Regions from separate parts of the Hordeum vulgare genome. Here all the other regions are linked to region 3. The links are chromatin contacts, called in public Hi-C maps. All regions are on one chromosome and are shown on one strand. Each heading gives the region's core, a stretch centred on a gene start, on an enhancer-like site or on the middle of the called end of the contact. The rest is flanking DNA. Distances are from core to core; before and after follow the strand shown. Region 1 holds the start of LOC123412033. Region 2 holds the start of LOC123410084 (probable DNA helicase MCM9). Region 3 holds the start of LOC123407367 (chaperone protein dnaJ 1, mitochondrial).

Evidence for each region. Hi-C and Micro-C count contacts between places; a contact is called where the count stands out from the background.
Region 1: a contact with region 3 is called in a Hi-C map of leaf, with 2.3 times the contacts expected there. The contact joins the promoter of LOC123412033 here to the promoter of LOC123407367 in region 3. A contact is called at or near these places in 2 of 6 Hi-C or Micro-C datasets (both in leaf).
Region 2: a contact with region 3 is called in a Hi-C map of leaf, with 3 times the contacts expected there. The contact joins the promoter of LOC123410084 here to the promoter of LOC123407367 in region 3. A contact is called at or near these places in 5 of 6 Hi-C or Micro-C datasets (leaf and seedling) and 1 of 1 datasets of contacts at active chromatin or transcription factors (embryo).

What each region holds. Positions count from the first base shown.
Region 1 is chr7H:82,395,135-82,398,587 of MorexV3_pseudomolecules_assembly, forward strand. It overlaps LOC123412033, which reads left to right and starts at 1,409. Exons shown (of 1, transcript XM_045104992.1): 1 at 1,409-2,586. The coding sequence starts at 1,769. The coding sequence ends at 2,251. LOC123412032 (LMBR1 domain-containing protein 2 homolog A-like) reads right to left here. Exons shown (of 14, transcript XM_045104991.1): 14 at 2,758-3,453. The coding sequence ends at 3,115.
Region 2 is chr7H:82,306,265-82,309,575 of MorexV3_pseudomolecules_assembly, forward strand. It overlaps LOC123410084 (probable DNA helicase MCM9), which reads right to left and starts at 2,055. Exons shown (of 19, transcript XM_045102973.1): 1 at 1,761-2,055; 2 at 1,582-1,684; 3 at 1,354-1,483; 4 at 1,096-1,234; 5 at 408-474; 6 at 1-114. The coding sequence starts at 1,930.
Region 3 is chr7H:82,025,780-82,028,879 of MorexV3_pseudomolecules_assembly, forward strand. LOC123407367 (chaperone protein dnaJ 1, mitochondrial) reads right to left here and starts at 1,717. Exons shown (of 19, transcript XM_045100479.1): 1 at 1,363-1,717; 2 at 1,210-1,249; 3 at 827-919; 4 at 624-715. The coding sequence starts at 1,422.

The DNA of each region.
Region 1 (3,453 bases), core at 159-2,658, 370 kb after region 3:
AACATTTTTGGACGGCGCGTCGGCCGATCGCTTCGGCCGCCCCTGCGTGCGTCGTGCGATCCTGCGCGTGGGACGTTCCTTCCTTTTTGATGCGAGACGTTATTTTTATGTAACTGTTTTTTTTTTGCTACTACCAATAGAATTTTTGTTACATTTTGTTCATAAAAAAAGCTACATCCATGTTTAGTTGCAACCCGAGTTCGTCGAATTTTTTTCTACAATACGTGTTAATTTTTGCTATAATCGGTATTATTTTTTGGTACAATCGTTTACTAAAAAAGTTGCATACACGTTCGAGAGAGTTGTAACCCGAGTTCACCGGATTGTTTTGCTATCACGCTTCATCAGCGTTGTTTTTTTTACTACGACCACATTGATATTTTTTTGCTACAACCATATTTTTACGGGAGCTGCTACGAATGAACCGATTGATTTCCCTAGGAAATCAGTCAGGTCGCATGCCGTTGGATCCATCCTGTTAGAGCCGTTCGATCAGTCAACGCTAAGACCGGCCCTTCTCATATCGGCAGCCCCTTCCCCTTGCTGGCAGCACAACGATCCTTCACCGTCGGCGTCGGCGACGCAACACCGCGCGCAACGCCACCCCGCTCTCCATCGCAGCACCCAACCCCGCCGGCCAAGCTCTCCACTGCATCGCAACTCCAGGCTGCCGGTGAAGCTTCAATGCAGCCGCCGCTGAAAGTTCCATCGCAGCCTCTAGTGAAGCTCCATTGCATCACCGGCCCGTGCATCACAGCTTCGTGCCATCGGTGAAGCTTCGATGCAGACGTCGCAAAAGCTCCATTCCAACACCGCCCGCTGCATGGCAGCTCCGGCTGGACGGTGAAGCTTCATTGCAGCCGCTGGCGAGGCTCTAGTGCAGTAGCCAATGAAGCATCATTGCAGCAAATGCGCGCTGCATCGCAGCTCCCGGCTGCCGGCGAGCGCTCCATCGCAGTACATAAGGAGCCGCCCGACGAGAGCTCAGCACCACCGCCCGCGCGACCGCCATTAATTGCAGCGCCAGTGCCCCCCTTGCTCCCAGCGTCCACGACGGCTTGCAGCAGGATGCTTTGATTTGGGGAGAGCTGCGATGCAAGTCAAGAGTCAGCTGGTGCTTGTGTGGGTGGGGCATCCCGTGTGGGGATAGGGACGAAGCGGTGTGCGGACCGGAGCGGGACACGTGCCGTCCGCTAGAAGAGGCTTACGCCGCGCTAGAATCAACCGGCTGTTTTTAATCGATTTCCTATTTTTACTGCATCCGTGATCGAAATTTGCTGCATCAAGGATTTTTTTGCTGCATGGGTAAATCTAACGGTCAAATCAGATTAATCCGACAGATCGGACGGCTGGCAGACCACTGCCCTTTTACGTTTGCCATTGCACGAACCGTTTGCAAGATTTGTTTTTTTACGGTTAAACAGAACTGTGCAATTCAAACACATTCTCTTGACCGCAGCCGACTGCCGCGCTGAACCGAACCAATCATCCGCCAAATGCCCATACTCTACTACCCAATCACACACACACACGCGCCCCCACTCCCCGCTCACCCCCACCATCCGATCGCCCACGCCCCGCGGGCACCGTACGGCGCCCAACGCGGCCCGCTCCCCGGCACCAGCCGCGAAGCTCCCTGCTGCCGGAACGGCCAATAAATAGGACGATTGCACACGCCCGCATCGCCACCACCACGCGCACGCGCACACGCACACGGCCACCATTAGTTTTCTAGGAGTAGCATACACTCCGAGCTAAGCAAGCCGTCATGGCCGCGGCGGGCAAGTCCAAGGAGGCGGACGCGGCGCGGTGCAGGAGGCACCCGAGCCACCGGCACGCGGCGGGCGTGTGCCCCTTCTGCCTCAGCGACCGCCTCTCGCGCATCTCCGCCGCCAACGACGCCTCCGGGTCGTCGGCGGCGTCCTCGCCGCGCTCGTCCGGGGACGCGAGCGTCGCGTCGGCCCAGACGGCGCCGCCGCCCTGCCGCGAGGCCCGGCGGGCGAGGCTCGGCATGCTGATGCGGCAGGACCAGCCGGGGGCGGCCGCGGGCGGCCGCCACGGCAAGCAGGAGGCGGCGGAGGCGGAGGAGGAGAAGAAGAAGCCGGCGAAGAGGGGCAACTTCTGGACCCGGCTGCAGCAGGCGAGCTGGTACAGGAGGGACGGCTGCTCGGTGGCGCACTCCAAGGCGGCGGCCGGGAAGAAGGGGGGCGCCGCCGCGCCGCCGCACAAGCGGGCGGCGTCGCTGTTCTGAAGCCCCGGCGGGCAGGAGGCCGCGCGGCCGGTCAGTTGAGCGACATTGGCCCGGTTGGTTGGTTGGTCGGATGGATTCCGGGTCGTGTGTGTGCTGTTCCAAACTCCATAGCCTACGTGGCCGGATGGATGGATGGATCACCTGCTCGTCTGGCTGGCTGGCTGGCGTCTTCCTCGCTGTTTCTTTCTCTCGGGTTTGTGCCCTGTGGCTGTGGGTTTGGTGCGCGGTTGTTGGAAGGGTACTGGTAGCCGTGTTGGATTGGATGGAAGGACAGCCTAATGGCTTGTCCATTTTTGTACAGATCGGTCTCCAATGAAAGAGCTTGCGTTCGACTCGATCGCGCTGTTTGTTTGTTCGTTTCCCCGTCGCGATCGAACCGGTGGATGTGTTTCTTGTCGTTGATGGTGAGATTCACTAGCTCCGTAGGTTGCAATCTGACAGCGAGTCCGTCGCAATTTATAGTTTTTTTCTTTCTTTTTTGCTCAGAGGCAGGCACATGGGAAACAAAAACGATGAACTCCTAGAGCTCCGAAACATCAAAACTGTTTGCAACCGTCCTGTTTTCTTGAACACCAGGGACGAGCCATCATCGGCATTTTCGAGACCATCGCAGAGCTGGTTCAAGTTCGATGTTTAGTTGAGGCGAATCTGTGACCTATATACAATTCTACTACGACCCCTTCGTTTTCCCTTTGGGAATCCTGTATACCGTACCTAGGTTTTCCTACACCTTCTGTAACAACATTTCCGAGGGACTATACATCCTGTACCTCCCTTCTATCCATACTCTTAGCTTCGGACATGTCACAGTTCCAAAACAAGAAAAACTTTGGACATGTCAATTTGTCAAACCACCTGGTCGATCATCGAATGGCTCGATCCGTTTCGAGGGCGCTGTCATCCTCGTCAAGGTACTCCACATCAACCCGCGGGTTGCTCGAGTGCCGTTTCAGCCCCCGGAAGATCTCGTCCAGCGAGTCCGAAGTCGACGAGCTCGTGCGCGACAGGCTCGAAGGAAGCAGCCTCTTGGAGCTCATGCTCGACCTGAAGCTCCGAAACCCCGCCTTCATCGAGGCCCATCGCGACGCGGTTCCGGCCGATGGGTCTGGTGCCACGCTGGCAGGAGGAGATGGGTTTTCAGAGTCCCCTGCTTCGAGGAAAACAGAGGCGGGATGCGTCTCCTCTTTCACTTGTTTAACTGA
Region 2 (3,311 bases), core at 805-3,304, 280 kb after region 3:
AGACCCAACATCCAGAAGTTGCACGCTTTCTTGGATTTTTATTTCTTGATAATCATGACAGGTTATGCTATCTCCCATCAATTGGAAAGAAGCACTTTGACAACCTTTTGAACTCTGCATGAAGAACAAAACTATTAGTAGCTCCTTCCGCAGAAGATGGGTAGTCTCAAACAGTCATAAAATGTACTCCCTCCGTCCCAAAATAAGTGACTCAACTTTATATTTACAAAGTTGAGTCACTTATTTTGAGACGGAGGGAGTAACAGGTAAAAAAGAACAATAAATGATGTACATTGGACATCAGAGGGTAAAACCATTGTCAAATATAGGTAGAACCAGAAAACCAAAGACTGTTTCTCACTCAATGAAATCACACTTCCTTCGATTAAAAAAACGAAATGGAATACCGTGGATGGGCAAGATGCAGGTAGAGTTATACGATTCCCAGCCTCTAGCTCGGGATGGCAGGGGAACCTATTCAATACACAAATAAATTAAGGTCAGGTGTCTTTATGATAATAAAATACAGCCATGGCACTCAACACTCTTTCTAAGGAGTAACAAGGAGATCATTGTATGCTAAGGAGTCTGCAATCTCTGAATGTATCTCACTCAATTACTTAATATTATGCTACTACTTTAAGTAAGTTAATTAGTTAAGCCTCTCACACTGCAAGCATTTAAACACGGGAAACTTAAACTCGGATTGCAGATTTGCTCACCCAGCTTTTAGCTTACAAGCTTATGTAACAAGAAGATGGTAATTAATAGACCACTGTCTCCAGCAATGTAAGAGAAGATGATAATCTCGCCAGCACAACTAAAATATTTAGATCTCATGAAAAAAATAAAAATATTTAATTACTTGAGGAAACAGCCATCAAGTATCAACTTTAATTCAAGAAGAAACATTCTTCAAATTCTTAGAAAGGCCTGTACCGAGCCATGTTAGTCAGTAGATCACAATCTAAAGTTACTTAATTACACTAATATGCAATTCACAGTTATGCTTGACAAGCCACTAATATGCAAGGGCTCGAATATGTAGCCAACAATACCAGTATGATATTAAGGCCTAAAACATGCATCACAAACCTGTGGTTGCATTTCCTGCATTGATACATCCGCTCGCCCTCGATCATCTTCACACCGCCTGATCTGATCACAGTCCCCTTCAGAGTCAGCAGAATCCTCCTATGCTTCACCCTAACCTTCCCGATGCTCGGCGACGACTCTGCAAAAATGACAACATCGCCGTCAAATCAGGAAAACCCCTAAACAACTGAAACATCACGTGACCAAACAATCTTGCAAGCATTACAACGAACACAAAACGCGCGTGCGTGAGCGCACCAGGGAATTCCAGTGGCGACCCGCAGACGTTGACGCGCACGTGCACGAACTTCTTCTGCACGGCAGCGGGCCTCGACTCGTCCGGACTACCCAGCGCCTCGCCCTTTCGGAGGATGCACAACACCTCGCTCTCCTAAGACAAAAAAAAAATGCTCGAGAACTGCGGGGATGGAAGCGGGGAAAAAAAGGGGGAGGATACGGGTCGCACGGCGGGCTGGTTCTACTCACCTGGGCGAGCTGAGCGGCCTTGTCGAAGTAGGGGAGGAGGCCCTTGGGGTTGTTGTAGAGTTCGTTGGCCAGGCCCGGGTCGAAGTCCAGGAGCTCCGCGAAGCTGCGAGGGGGGGACGGGACGGGGTTAGGGTTTGGGGAGGAGGGGAAGGGGGGCGGGGTGGGGGAGGAGGACTCACTCGATGACGAGGGGGAAGTGGAGCGTGGACTCGGGGTGGACGAGGATGCGGCGGAGGTCGCCGGAATGGAAACTGCAGAGGAACTCGGCGAGCTTACGCACGTCATCTGCGCGCGTGTCTGCCTCGCCGTCGGCGGCGTCGAACTCCTCGTGCGGCGCCGGCGGCCGCATTTGGGCGGCGATTGGGGTTTCGGCGGGAAATGGCGGAGGAGGGGAAAACTAGACACTGGTCACTGGTCAGGACGGTGGTCGCGTTGTTCAGTTTCTTTTCTCTCCGAGAGAGAGACTTGGGTTGCGATGGGCTTTGGCGACTCCTTCGGTAGTCTGGTGGGCTTTAGGGCGAGGGTTTGTTCACGAGCAAACCTGACCAAATGGGCGGGCCGTGCCGTGATAAACAGGCCGGCACGGCACAGTCCGACCACGAACGTTTAGTACACGGCCATGTCGGGCCGGCACGTGTGCTGAGCTTCACGGCCCACACAGCACTACGATTAAAGGCGGCAATCCATCGACACATTTAGCTAGGGCTGGGCGTTCGGTTTATATGGTTAATACGGTTCGGTTTATATGGTTAATACGGTTTATTCGAATTTATATAATTTCGGTTTTGGAAAAATAAAAACCAAAATAATCATTCAAAATTTAGAATATGAACCATATTAACCATAATATATCGGTTCGGTTTGTTCGGTTAACCGAAAAACCAAAATTCATGCACTTATCAATATAAGTGTAATGACTCGAGAGCACTGATTTGGATTGTATAATATGTAAAAAGATAATCACAGTTCTAGCAACCTTAATATCATTCTATGGTTTATTCAGTCCAGCAAACTACTAACATAATTAAGTAGAAAAAGGACACGGAACGTGAAATGTATTATGTGCGGAGAAATGTGTAATGCCTTCATACTGTTGCACTTTCGAAAACAAGGTATTACATGGGGTATTCACATATCGGTTTGTTCGGTCTATTCGGTTTCTGGGCACCAAAAATCGAACAAAAACAAAACACCAAACAACCTTAAAATTTCCCACCGAACAAAAAAACAAACCATCAAATAAACCGGCAAATCGGTTAATACGGTTCGGTTCGGTTTGTTTTCTCGGTTTTTGGTTTTATAGTGCCCACCCTACATTTAGCTGTCATTGTAATTATTTATCCTATTAGGCGGAAAATCTTATTTGTCGCTCTGTGCGAAGCGATGTTCAGGCTTCGCATAGAACGGGCGGGGGATCGGGCTGGCCCAGGTAGCGAGGGTGTCGTGCCTGGTTTTGGGAACCTTCCACAGGTTCCAACCGGTTTTTTTTATTTTGAAAAACTTCTAGAAGGTTCATTGAACCGGTTTTTTCATTTTACTGTCTTTTTTTGTTTCTTTTTTCTGTTTCCGTTTCAAAATTATTCTGAATTTTAAAAAAATGTACTGGAATTTGAAAAAATGTTATGGATTTTGAAAAAATGTTCCTGAATTTGAAAAAAGTTCAAGAAATTAAAAAAATCCAGAATTTAAAAACTGTTCTGGAATTTGAGAAATGTTCCAAAATTTGAAAA
Region 3 (3,100 bases), core at 467-2,966:
GAATGCCTCTTAAAGTATAATTTTACTTCCAAAATATGGATCAATCTACTTAACAATGATTAAAAGATCAATTGTCTCCATTTAATCCATCAATGTAACGCTAACTACCAACTTTACTGTTCACTAAATCTAGTTCATCTTATCTGAATCCCAGATTGGTCTATATATTTGTATAAAAGGACAGACCCAGTGCATAGAAGCTCCCACACAAGGTGGGGTCTGGGGAGGGATTATAGGAACCTAGTCTACCCCTGCTACAGTGCAATGCAGAGAGGCTGGTTCGAACCCAGGACCTCTTGGCACAAGTGGGGAGTACTTCACCACTGCTCCAGGACTATATATTTGTATAAGAGCAAAAATGGTTTAAGATTGCTGCATAGATTGCTGGCATTATCAACAGAATATAATCCAGAACGATTCATAATAATACTTCACACAAATAGGTGCAAACCCAAGAAAGACTGTCATTTGTTCGAAGTTAGCAGCATCACACATGACTGAATGATAGAAAGTGGATGAGACTACCGCTTGATAAATGGATAGACATGGCCATGTTAAACAAATAGTGAGCGAGCCTAGTCAGGCTTCAAGATTTGCTGAACTGGGATGAGTGAGATACTCACAGATTGAAAAGCCTTCTTTATGTCATCTTGCGAGGCATCTTTAGTCACACCAAGAATCTTGTAATAGTCCTTCTCCATCGAATAACGTTGACCTTAAAGTTGCACACAAAAAAGATTATTGGTGTATGCATTCGCCACAATATAAGGATAATAACAGGATATTACCATATTAAGTCCAATTCATGCAAGAACAGAAAAACAACCTGTAGAATGAAAGAACCTGCTCCGTATAGATGATGTAAACGCTGATCGACCAAAGCACCTATCAGCAACATAGGTGCCACTAGAGCTGCAAGCTGTGCGCATTCTCCACGAAAACCAAATAGCACAAGGAGATGGGTAAGAATCAAATAAAATAAATAAGATCAGCAGCAGCAATAATACAAGTTAATATTGGAAATGATAAAAGTAGCTAGTATATGTATGTGCTATTAAAATTTGCTTCCAAGCACTACACATATGAGCAATTTGTTTGGTGTCTTTAGCATATCAGATTTGCCTCGTGCTATTATCCGAACTTACAAGTGGCGGCAGTTTACACGCGGACCGAATTAACACGAAATCAGACAAGACAGAAGGACATTACGTGTGGACGGCCGAATCCATGCGCTCCTCTGCGCAGACGCCTGCAGGAAGAAATCGGAAACCGGAATGAAGTGAACAATAGCAACTCTGCACAACCCCTCGACCAAAATCAGGGAAATGGGAAAGGCGGCAAAGGAACGCGAGCCGGCATTACCTCGCCGGAACGGAGCGCGAGGGACCTCGACGCGAGCCGGAGCCACCCGAACCGGCCCATCCACCGATCGGCGGCGGCCCCTTTCGCGAGAGCGGCGGCAGAGGAGGGGGGCGAGGGTTTGGAGGGGAAGCCGTGCGACAGGGCTATGGGAGAGGGGGCCTGAGCCAGTGCCCGCCGGCAAACGTGGGCGGTGGGGAGGGCGAGAGCTTCTACTCACGGGCCGCTGAGAGAGAGGCGGGGCGGCGCTGGGAGGAGGGAGGGGGGGGGGGGGGCGTGGGCGGCGGCGACGGCTTGGGCGAGTGATTCGACCCTCTCTCCAAGCAACGGAGCCGGGACCCACGGCAAGGAGTGGCCCCGCGAGTTCGACGGGCTCGGCCACAAGGCCCAATATGCGGAGTTCGAATTCTGCCGCGAATATGGTTAGATCTTCGGTTTCTCACAAGGAAATTCAGTTCTCCAAAAAATGAGGACCGAACGGTCTTTTCAAAAACTACCGAAAAAGTCTTTCGTCTCGTTTTATAAACTAGTAAACATGCACGTGCAACGCACGTATCACGTGCGTATAATCTATAATAAAACATTATTTAATCTTATTTATCAGTTCTTTGTCATGTCATTTAAACGTGTCTCATGCACATGATGGGAGTGCGCGTGTAACACGATCCGAAAACATGTCTTCACATATAATTCACAATCACATAAATGTACTATCATTAGTTACAAAAATATTAAAAAACAACTAAGAAACAATATCTACTATTTGTTCTTTGATGATTATTCCTTTTGTTTTTACATATAAGTTTTTTTAGAGATTTTATTAACAAATTACATACGAATATACATAAACATACGAATGTAAAAATTTAGCAGTAGAAAAGGTCACAACCACTTAGAACTTAGCACACAGTCGGACACGTGCCCCGATCAGGAAAAGAAACTGAACAACTCGGTTTGCTCCACTCGCTCACTCCACATGTGGATAAGCTCCACTCTCCCTCATAGAACACGACTGCCCCTCTTCCACTGCATCCCCACCGGCGGCGAGACGAACACCCACCCCTGGCCGGTCCATGGCGGCCGCCCTTCCCTAGCCGCCGCGGCAGTCGCTGGCCTATGCCCCCCCTCCTCTTGCCGTTCGCCTACACCAGCCTCACAATCTCACCCACTCCCCCCTTCCCACACCCCGATCCACATCCCGATCCAGGAGATCCCCGGCCACCCAACGCCGTCGCTCTCTGGTGGCCGCCCCTCCCTTTCGTCTCCATTGCCGGCGGATGCCCCTCCCCTTCGCCATCACCGCCGGCGGACGCCCCGCCCCTGCTCTGCCCCGCACCGCCCCACCTTCATATCCGCTGACGCCGGCATGCTCGCTGGCGATGTCGGGCCATCCCCCCTCCTCCGGGCATGGGGGCGCTCGAGCTCGGCATGCTCGCCGGTGACGCCAGTGTCCTCCCTCCTCGACGCCGGCGCTCTCTAGTGGGCGGCCCTCCCCTTTGTCACCACTGCCGGCGGACGCCACTCGCCGCCATGAGCCTATCCACCTTCTCCTGTGCGACACGAACTTCCATCCCCGTGCTCGGGATGCCATTAAGGTCCGGTTGCAGCTCTTCTTCTCCCCTCGATCCGGATGCTCTGCTCTCCAACCCCATCTATTCCAAGCCAAAGATTTTTTTTCATCCTCTCATGCCCATTGCCTCTGGCAAATGTCATCTCCCAACTCATGGCCTTGCCCCCATGT